3 separate regions of the Mus musculus genome follow, and all the other regions are linked to region 1. The links are chromatin contacts, called in public Hi-C and promoter capture Hi-C maps. All regions are on one chromosome and are shown on one strand. Each heading gives the region's core, a stretch centred on a gene start, on an enhancer-like site or on the middle of the called end of the contact. The rest is flanking DNA. Distances are from core to core; before and after follow the strand shown. Region 1 holds the start of Smdt1 (single-pass membrane protein with aspartate rich tail 1). Region 2 holds the start of Snu13 (SNU13 homolog, small nuclear ribonucleoprotein (U4/U6.U5)). Region 3 holds the start of Desi1 (desumoylating isopeptidase 1).

The links. A called contact is a pair of places that touch in the nucleus more often than the background predicts. Capture Hi-C pulls out chosen DNA fragments and counts their contacts.
Region 2: a contact with region 1 is called in a promoter capture Hi-C map of pancreatic islet. The contact joins the promoter of Snu13 here to the promoter of Smdt1 in region 1. A contact is called at or near these places in 4 of 39 promoter capture datasets (fetal liver, liver, neural stem cells and 1 more), 15 of 484 Hi-C or Micro-C datasets (CD4 T cells, CD8 T cells, the G1E-ER4 cell line and 12 more), 6 of 115 datasets of contacts at active chromatin or transcription factors (the 230-238 cell line, embryonic stem cells, memory CD8 T cells and 1 more) and 3 of 9 other capture datasets (adipose tissue, liver and pancreatic islet).
Region 3: a Hi-C map of neutrophils shows a contact between it and region 1, with 4 times the contacts expected there. The contact joins the promoter of Desi1 here to the promoter of Smdt1 in region 1. A contact is called at or near these places in 1 of 39 promoter capture datasets (erythroid cells), 2 of 484 Hi-C or Micro-C datasets (the N1E-115 cell line and neutrophils), 2 of 115 datasets of contacts at active chromatin or transcription factors (bone marrow-derived macrophages and memory CD8 T cells) and 2 of 9 other capture datasets (adipose tissue and liver).

What each region holds. Positions count from the first base shown.
Region 1 is chr15:82,344,696-82,347,395 of GRCm38.p6, reverse strand. Smdt1 (single-pass membrane protein with aspartate rich tail 1) reads right to left here and starts at 1,350. Exons shown (of 3, transcript NM_026914.1): 1 at 1,127-1,350. The coding sequence starts at 1,312. It overlaps Pheta2 (PH domain containing endocytic trafficking adaptor 2), which reads right to left. Exons shown (of 2, transcript NM_177391.4): 2 at 1,686-2,700.
Region 2 is chr15:82,046,148-82,048,847 of GRCm38.p6, reverse strand. It overlaps Snu13 (SNU13 homolog, small nuclear ribonucleoprotein (U4/U6.U5)), which reads left to right and starts at 1,250. Exons shown (of 3, transcript NM_011482.4): 1 at 1,250-1,361. The coding sequence starts at 1,359.
Region 3 is chr15:82,014,785-82,017,484 of GRCm38.p6, reverse strand. Desi1 (desumoylating isopeptidase 1) reads left to right here and starts at 1,265. Exons shown (of 6, transcript NM_134095.3): 1 at 1,265-1,607. The coding sequence starts at 1,520. Xrcc6 (X-ray repair complementing defective repair in Chinese hamster cells 6) reads right to left here and starts at 1,116. Exons shown (of 13, transcript NM_010247.2): 1 at 1,010-1,116; 2 at 287-375. The coding sequence starts at 362.

The sequences.
Region 1 (2,700 bases), core at 101-2,600:
AAATAAAACTCGAGTTAGGAGGAGGTGTGTGCACTGATGGGGCCTCTCACCTCCTTCTCTTTTAGCTGGCTCCTGCTGCTGAGCAACCTTGCTTCACAATTAATGTTAAAAGCTCGCAAAGGCAACATGGACGGAAGGAATGCCAATGAGATTTCACCGGTATTAGCTTCCTGCTTCCCCTAGCTGTGACTTTTTATACAGCAGCTGCACATTTTTGCTTCTCGCTGGAACCCTGACTGGGGTCAACTGCTACCGCTCAGGCTTGCTCTAAAGACTTTTGTTTTCCCTTCGACTCCATACGGCCATGCCGTCAAAAAGCACACCTTTGGTATAAGAGACTTCCCATTTTTCCTTTGGGGTACCGAGGGCAAGTGACAAGAGTTCAAGTATGGAAAAACCAGGATGTGGTCTCTGGTTGTCAAGACCTAACTCCTAGCTTTGGATGCTGGCTTCAGGGCTCTGCCCTGACTTCATCTGTAAAACCTACACATTCCTCAGCACAGAAGGTCCTGCTCCCACATCCCCCTATCCGTTCTCCTTCATTTCCTTTTTACTAAGTATATTACTTCCGCATTCCCTTCCCACTCTTTCAGTAATTTATTCTATGTGCATTGGTATTTTGCCTCCTCGTGTATGACTATGCGAAGATGTCAGATCTTGAAGTTACTGATAGTTGTAGCTGTCCTGTGGTGATGGGAGTTAAACCTGGGTCCTCTGGAAGAGCAGAGTTCCTAAGCTCTGAGCCATCTCTCCAGCTCTCAGGATTGTTTTATCCCATCACCTTTGAGGCAGAGATTGCATGACTTGTATAAATCGACACAAAGCCTTTCTTCTGACCCTGAAGAAATAGGTCATTATGTCCCTCAAGATAAGAAATTGCACATTTCGCTGCTGCCTTCCAGCTTCTGTGTCCAGGAACCCAGCTTAACAGTGAGTTTTATGGAAACATTTTCCTCCACCTGTCAAAGTCAGCAAAACCCAGCTGCACAAATTGAGTCCTATGTCCGGTCCCCAGTCTATGCCAATACTATGATTGGCCTCTGCGCCTGTCAATCAGGACAGGTCACATGCACTCCCCCAATCACCGGCCTCAATCCCTTCGTCCCGCCTCAAGACAGACACTCACTTTCACCGGCTTGGGCAAAATGGCGCCGCTGCGAGTGACGATGACTGACCTCGACGGTACCTGGCTGAGACCTGAGCTGCCCGGTACGGTGTAGACATCGCCACCTCTCCTCCCCCTCGGCCCGCTCCAGAGAGCCCCGGGTCGAACTGCAACCCAGGCCAGCCGCCGAGCCGCCGTGGACGCCATCTCCAGCTCCGCCCCTCGCCGGGAGCCACACCCCACGCATCCAAGGCGGCCTCTGGCAGAAACTTTCTCCAAAACTCGCGAGACTCGTGACACACACGGGAAGCACCGCCCTCCCGCCTGCGCAGAGCACGCATTCGTATGCCGGTGGGAAAGTCCTCGGCGCCCGGACGACGTAGTGACGTCAGGAGAAGGACGCCCCTCCCGGACTCCAGAGGGCGGGGCCGCCAGGGCTCCCTTTGTAGGTGTTCCCGCCCCTCACCTCGGGAAGACTTGAATTAAGGAACCAGAATGTGTAATGAAAAACTCTACTTGGTATCTGAATTTATATATATATATATATATATATATATATATATTTTTTTTTTTTTTTTAAGGTAACAAAAAGTTAACAAAAAGCTGGGCGAAGTGGCGCACACCTTTAATCTTACACTACTTGGGATGCAGAGGCAGGAGGATCTCTGTGAGTTCAAATCCAGTAAGTTCCAGGACAGCCGGAGCTACGTAGTGCGGCGAAAAAAATCAAGTTAACAATAAATAGCTCATGGTTTCTGTGGACATTGGTACAATGGGTGCAGTGGACAGCGGGCTTCCCCTACAGATCTAGGGAACAAACAAATAGACGGATTGGCCTGATGGAGGTCATACCACCAAGCCAGGTTCTTGGACTCAATTGTTAGCCTCAGACACCAGCTTTGCAACTCAGGCTCCTGATTCTTCATTTGTAAACACGTTGATTGTAATAACCAAAATTAACTTTCTGAGAGGGTCTCACACATAGCCCAATCTAGCCAAAAAACTCGCGGTGTTGTCAAGGATGCTTTTGAACTCCTGATCCTCCTCCACCTCTTTGCTACCAACCGGGGAACTTTACCGTTCTGGTTATAAAGGGAAGGGGGGAGGGGAGGCTAACAGGCCTTCCACCAGGTCCTGCTGCAAAACAAACACCAAAACCAAGTGAGGTGTGGCACTCCTATCTATAATCCCAGCAGATTGCCATGCTAAGGAGTTCCAGACCTGCGTGGGCTACAAAGACTTGGTCTCCAAAAACCAAAACTATTAAAAGAGCAAACACTAACTACTGTGACAAGAAACTTAGCAAAGGTACCTGTGTGTACAGTGAGGGCAGCTGGCTATGAGGTTACAAGCAGGCTTGAGAAACATAGCCCTGACCAGAGGAACCATGGAACTCAGTCTCCTGGAGGCAAAATCCAGCCTTTAGGCCTTGTTGGATTTGGGTCAGGCTGGCCCAAGGCCCCAGATAGGGAAAGGAGGGAGGTCAGGAAGAGTCCAATTTTGTTTGGGAACGGTATACATCTCTATTGAGCCACAGCCACTGTCACTACATCTATATAAAGGGGACAGACGGGCCTGGTTTCTGGCTCTGTAGA
Region 2 (2,700 bases), core at 1-2,500, 300 kb after region 1:
ACAAGTGTTGTCAGTTGCCATGTGGGTGTTGGGAATTGAACCCATATCCTATAGAAGAGCAGCCAGTGTGCTGAACCAGGGAGGCATCTCGCCAGTCTCTAGAAATGTTCCCTCCTGTTGGCAGTTTGAATCCATGTGGTTGCCTGACCCCCAATGCTAAAAATCTCAAGGTCCGGTTTTAGCTTTGCCACTGTTTGATTCCTGACAGTGGGCAGGCTTCCCTTCTTTACACTTTGTTCTCATCTGTAAAAATGAGGAACTATTTTGTAAGGCTCTTAAAGGTCCTCCCAGTTCTCAGCTCTACAGTTGTGACACAATGAGCTGAAATTGGCTCTAATGGTGGGGTCTGGGCTAGATCCAAATAGCCCCAAGATGTGTTTGGCATCATGTTGGAAAAGACTGAGAAGCCACGAGGATCACGGAAGAGCTCATGGGAGGGAGCGCTAGACTTGAGTTTATCCTTTCATAACGAAGTTTTGGTGCATCACTAAGAAAGGGGCAAGATGCTCAGAAGAAGGAAGCAGGTGTCCTACATAATTACTCCAAACACAACCTCCCTGTCATTCACTAACTAGCCCCCTAGTCCAATGGCTCTTGACCTACCCATTGCTGCAGCTCTTTAATACAGTTCATGTTGTGGTGACCCCCAACCATAAAATTACTTTCGTTGCTACTTCATAACTGTAATCTTGCTACTGTTATGAATCGTGTCTTCCGATGGTCTTCGGCGGCCCCTGGGAAAGGGTCTTTTGACACACACTCCCCAAGAGACTCACAACCACTGCATTATTCCAGCTAATTGTAGAAATCAACCTCCGCCTGAGAGGATGGTTTTGAAAAGGGTACACTATGTACTCAGAAAAAAAAAAAAAAAAAAAAAAAAAAAAAAAGCCTGGCGTGGTGGCGCATGCCTTTAATCCCTGCACTTGGGAGGCAGAGGCAGGTGGATTTCTGAGTTCGAGGGCAGCCTGGTCTACAAAGCGAGTTCCAGGACAGCCAGGGCTGCACAGAGAAACCCTGTCTCGAAAAAAAAAAAAAAGCCTGGTTATGAAATGGCAACCCTCACAACCCGTTGTACTAGTGTGCCACTTCCCGAGTGGTTTATTCACAATCTTTTGCCGATCCTAACTAGAACGCTAATAAAATCTGAAAAAACGCATCTCCCACATCCAAAGATGACTTCAGCACTCTCTTCTTCCGGGAAGGGGGCGGGACGCCGTCATTGCGCGCGCTCTGTGGCGTCACTTCCGCTTCCTGCCGCTTCTGAAGTGATTTCCGCTCCTTTTTCCTGCGCGGCGTTTCAGTCCCTCTTGAGTTGGGCTGTCGTCGAGTCGCGGCGAGACCGGCGCACCGCAGCCATGGTGAGTGAGCGCGGCGGGCCGCAAGCACGGGGAGCGCGGGCCGCGGGCCCTGTTCGCTGCGTCTTGGGGGAGGTGGAGCGCGTGCGACATGTCGCCCGCCCCGAGATGGCCGACCTCCAGGCCCGGGGCTGGAACTCCGGCGGCCCGCGAGGTCGTTCCTGGGGCGGCGGAGTGGAGATCCCGGGCAGCTGAGGTCCCAGGTCGCTGCGGCCCGGTGGGCTTTGCAGCCGTGGGCGTGCCCAGAGGCCGCGGCGAGGGGACAGGCATGGCGCAGCGTGGGAAAATGAGCGCCCCACGTGGGATGGTGAACGCGTGTGGAAGCCCGTCTGTTCTCCTTCTCGTTTTCTTTCTCTTTTCTTTTTAAACACTGGGGGATGAGGTGAAATCCCGGGATGCGAGGCACTCACTACCCACGTCTTCTCCACTCCCGGGGTTGAGGAAGGGGATCGCCGTGGGGTCCGCAGCCAGGGTCTGTCGGGAACTAAGACTTAGGGAATTCGGGGGCGCTTTTTGGTTTAGTTTGTTTTTAGGGGCTCATGGAGCCCTGGTTGGCCTTGGAACTCTGTAAACTAAGCTGGCCTTGAGCTCTCAAGAGATCTGCCTCACCAGTGCTGGGATTAAAGGCGCGTACCATCGCGCCCTCCGGACTAGGTAACCACCACCACCCCACCCTCGCCTCCTTTTTTAAATTTGGGGTCACATGGAATGTGAAGGAAGCTCAGGAAAGGCTCCCACCATGAGAGCGACCGACGCCTTCAGAAATCCGTGGTCCTGGTAGCCCCACGTGGGATGATAGCGTTTGAGCGTCTCCACTTTGTGATGGTGTACAGGGCTCCGTTTGGCTGAGCCCTTTCAGGCCTGGTGCGATTTCATCCAGCCCTTGGGTGGTCGGCTTTGTTTTCGTGCTCCCACCCCTGAGGTTTAGCAACTACTGACCGAGTCTAGAGTTTGAGAGAGAGAGAGTGGCTGAGCCAGTGTTGAACCAGGGAAGAGTTTTGAAGTGCGGTGCTCTTGGTGAACTCTGCAGCAGTTTGTCTAGGCTGGGAAGTGGGGACAACGGGTCGCTTGTAGCAGGCGGAGTACAAACATGCATCGCTTAAGGACGGGCGAGTTCTGGCTTTGGACATGAGATCTCCCTGCCTTGGCCGGCCTCCAGAATGCTGGGCTTACAGGTGTGTGCCACTACACCAAGGCTGGTCAGTCATCATTCTTGGATCCTCCTGATTAGACCAGGAGGCTGCTGCCATAGCAGATGTACTGCTTGCAGTAACGTTTCTCTAATACACAAAACCAGGAAATATAGACTAGTAACAGAGCAGTAACATCAAACACTACATAA
Region 3 (2,700 bases), core at 16-2,515, 330 kb after region 1:
AACAATCAAAAATATGTAAAAAATAAAGTGACAAATATTACCATGGACAGAGTCATTTATTGAAGATTAATAAATTCTCTATCGTGGTTAGTAAAAAAAAAAAAAGGAAAATAGGGTTAGGAATGTTCATAGAGTGAAATAGGATCTAAATAATAACTGTAAAACTCAAAGGGAGAAAAAATATTTTAGATTATCTGAGGAGAAAAGGGAGGGATATCAGACAACATAAAGTGCTCCCAGCAAAAAAAAAAGTACACAGCGAAAATCTTCCACACAGGCCACTTACCACCTGTGTCGGGGCTCTCCTCCTCCTCTTCCTCTTCCTCGCCCTCAGTTTTGTAGTAGGACTCCCACTCTGACATGTTGGTTTGCTCACTAGGTGAGAGAAGTTATGAATTTAAATGAAAAAAAAAAAAAAAAAAAAAACCAAGGCAGGTAGCTCTGTGGTAATGCGCTTTCCTACAGTGTACCCGGACCTATGCCACACACACCAGAAAAAAAAAGAGAGACAGACAGACAGACTTCTGGGTTCTCTTTAGATCTGTTCTAAATGCTCGGGTCACTAATAAAGAATGTGAATGATGGCTCCTGCTTCCTCCAAAGCTCTCCATATCATTGGAGAGGCAAGAGAAATGTGCATGGGGTCATTGCTGCAACAACCTCCCCTTGGCTATCCCTTAAGGATGCTGCAGGACCAAAATGGCTAGGGGTGAGGGCGAGGTATAACATAGCGGCTCAGCACTGAAGGTCCTATCTCGAGCTCCAACTGGACTGGGACGGTACTTGGTGCTCTGGCTGAAACATTCGTCTTCATTTCTCCCCCAACCTTCAGCTAGAGATTGGCTCAACCACCAGTCCTGTTCCGCCTTCTGGGGAGAAAGGAGCATGACCCAGGTCCTGCAGGTCGACAGCGCTGCTCCGTGGTGAGGCCAGGGGTCGCGCGACACTAAGCGTGCAAGCAAGCCACCAAGGCAGGCCTCATCCAACACATGTGGTGCGGCGAACCTACCTTAACCGCAGGCGGGCAAGCCACTGGGACAGCAGAAGGTGGGCACCACGTCCACGCGGGCTCCTTGTCTCTCGCCCAATCAGCGACGTTGCGTCATCACGCACAACACGCCCTTCGACCCTTCAAGCGGGCACGCCCACTCGCATTTCCCGCTTCCACCCCCTGTTCCCTAAACTGGAACGCTTGCGGCCAGAGAAAGCCCCGCCCCTCGCTTGAAGCTCCGCCCCCGAAACCCGTCAGCACCGAACGCACATGCGTGAAAGTGCGTCCCCGCCCCTGCCCCCTGTTCCGTGCGGAGTCTCTGGGATCTCTCTCTCTGTCACCTCACAGTAGTCGTTGCCGGTCGCGGGTGTCCGGGCGCGAGCAGCGCAGGGCCGCCTCTCCCCCGCCCTCAGGCCGGGCCCCGGCTCGGTCCCCCGCTCCCTCTTCTCCCCACCCCGGTCGGGTACCGGAAGGTCCAAGCCGCTGCCGGGTGCCCGAGGGCCATCGTGGCCGCCGCCACGGGTCCTGATGGAGCCGCCAAATCTCTATCCGGTGAAGCTCTACGTGTACGACCTGTCCAAGGGCCTGGCCCGCCGGCTCAGCCCCATCATGCTGGGTGAGGGGACCGGGGTCAGTGGGAAGAAGGCAGGTGGCCGCTGGAAGCGATCCACCGAGGGGGGTGGGGGAAGACGGGCCCATGGGTGGTAGGAAAGATCCACTAGGGCAAGGACAGTGAGGTGGGATTCCCTGAACCCCTGTCCAGCTTCATGATCTAAGCCAAGGAGACACACGCTCCGGCTGAGAGCAAGCTCCTCTTCAGCTAGAGACTGGGGCTAGCCGACTGATCTTGGTGGATTCCCCAAGAAGCCAGGGAACCCTGCTTCTTTAGCTCAAAGTAGAGAAAGTGAGGATACCTCCAGCTCGTGTCCCTGGTGGTGGAAGCAACACTGCAGACGAGATCCTCTGGTGTCCCTCGGAGCGACTGCCCTCCGCGCCAAAAGGAAATTCCCTCTGCAGTCCTTGGAGTGGATGGGAAGAGAGCGCTAGAGCGGTGGAAGGCTTGAGCCCTTGCCGGCTCCAGGTTAGGTCAAGTCAGGTCACCCTGAGCCAGATCTTGGAACTAATTACGTTCTGTCCGACGATGCAATTTTCGCTCAACAGTTAATTGCTTTTGACCAGATGGTAAGAAAGCAGTTCTGGGGGAGGACCGGATGCTGTATCGGTGAGGATATCGGTTGTGCTCAGTTCAAATGGTTTCATGCTGAGAGAGAAAAAGAGCCCTTCAGTGTAGGTCCAACTTCACTTCAAGTCAAATACCAAAATGTCTGTCATATAGGATTTGTCAGGCTTGTCATTTCAGGTAATGGTGGACAGGAATGGATTTCAGGGATTGAAACTGACATAGTTTTGCATCATTCAATAAATAGCTATAGTGTTTCCTGGAGACATTGGAGGAAGGCCTATTTCTTAAGGAACACAAGGGGCAGGGATCAAGGAAGCAAGGCAAGTTTTGAGGACATCCATTTGTGATGTGTCACTGAGTTGAACTTACTAATCCTTTAACCCTGGGGCAGCGAGTGGTTTCTAAATGTGGTTTCCCATCAGAATCATCTAGGATGTTCGTTAAAAACACAAATACCTGACTGAGGCTGTTGCTCACTCACTGGTAGAGTTCCTGCTTGGCATGCTCCAAGCCCTGGGGTTTGATC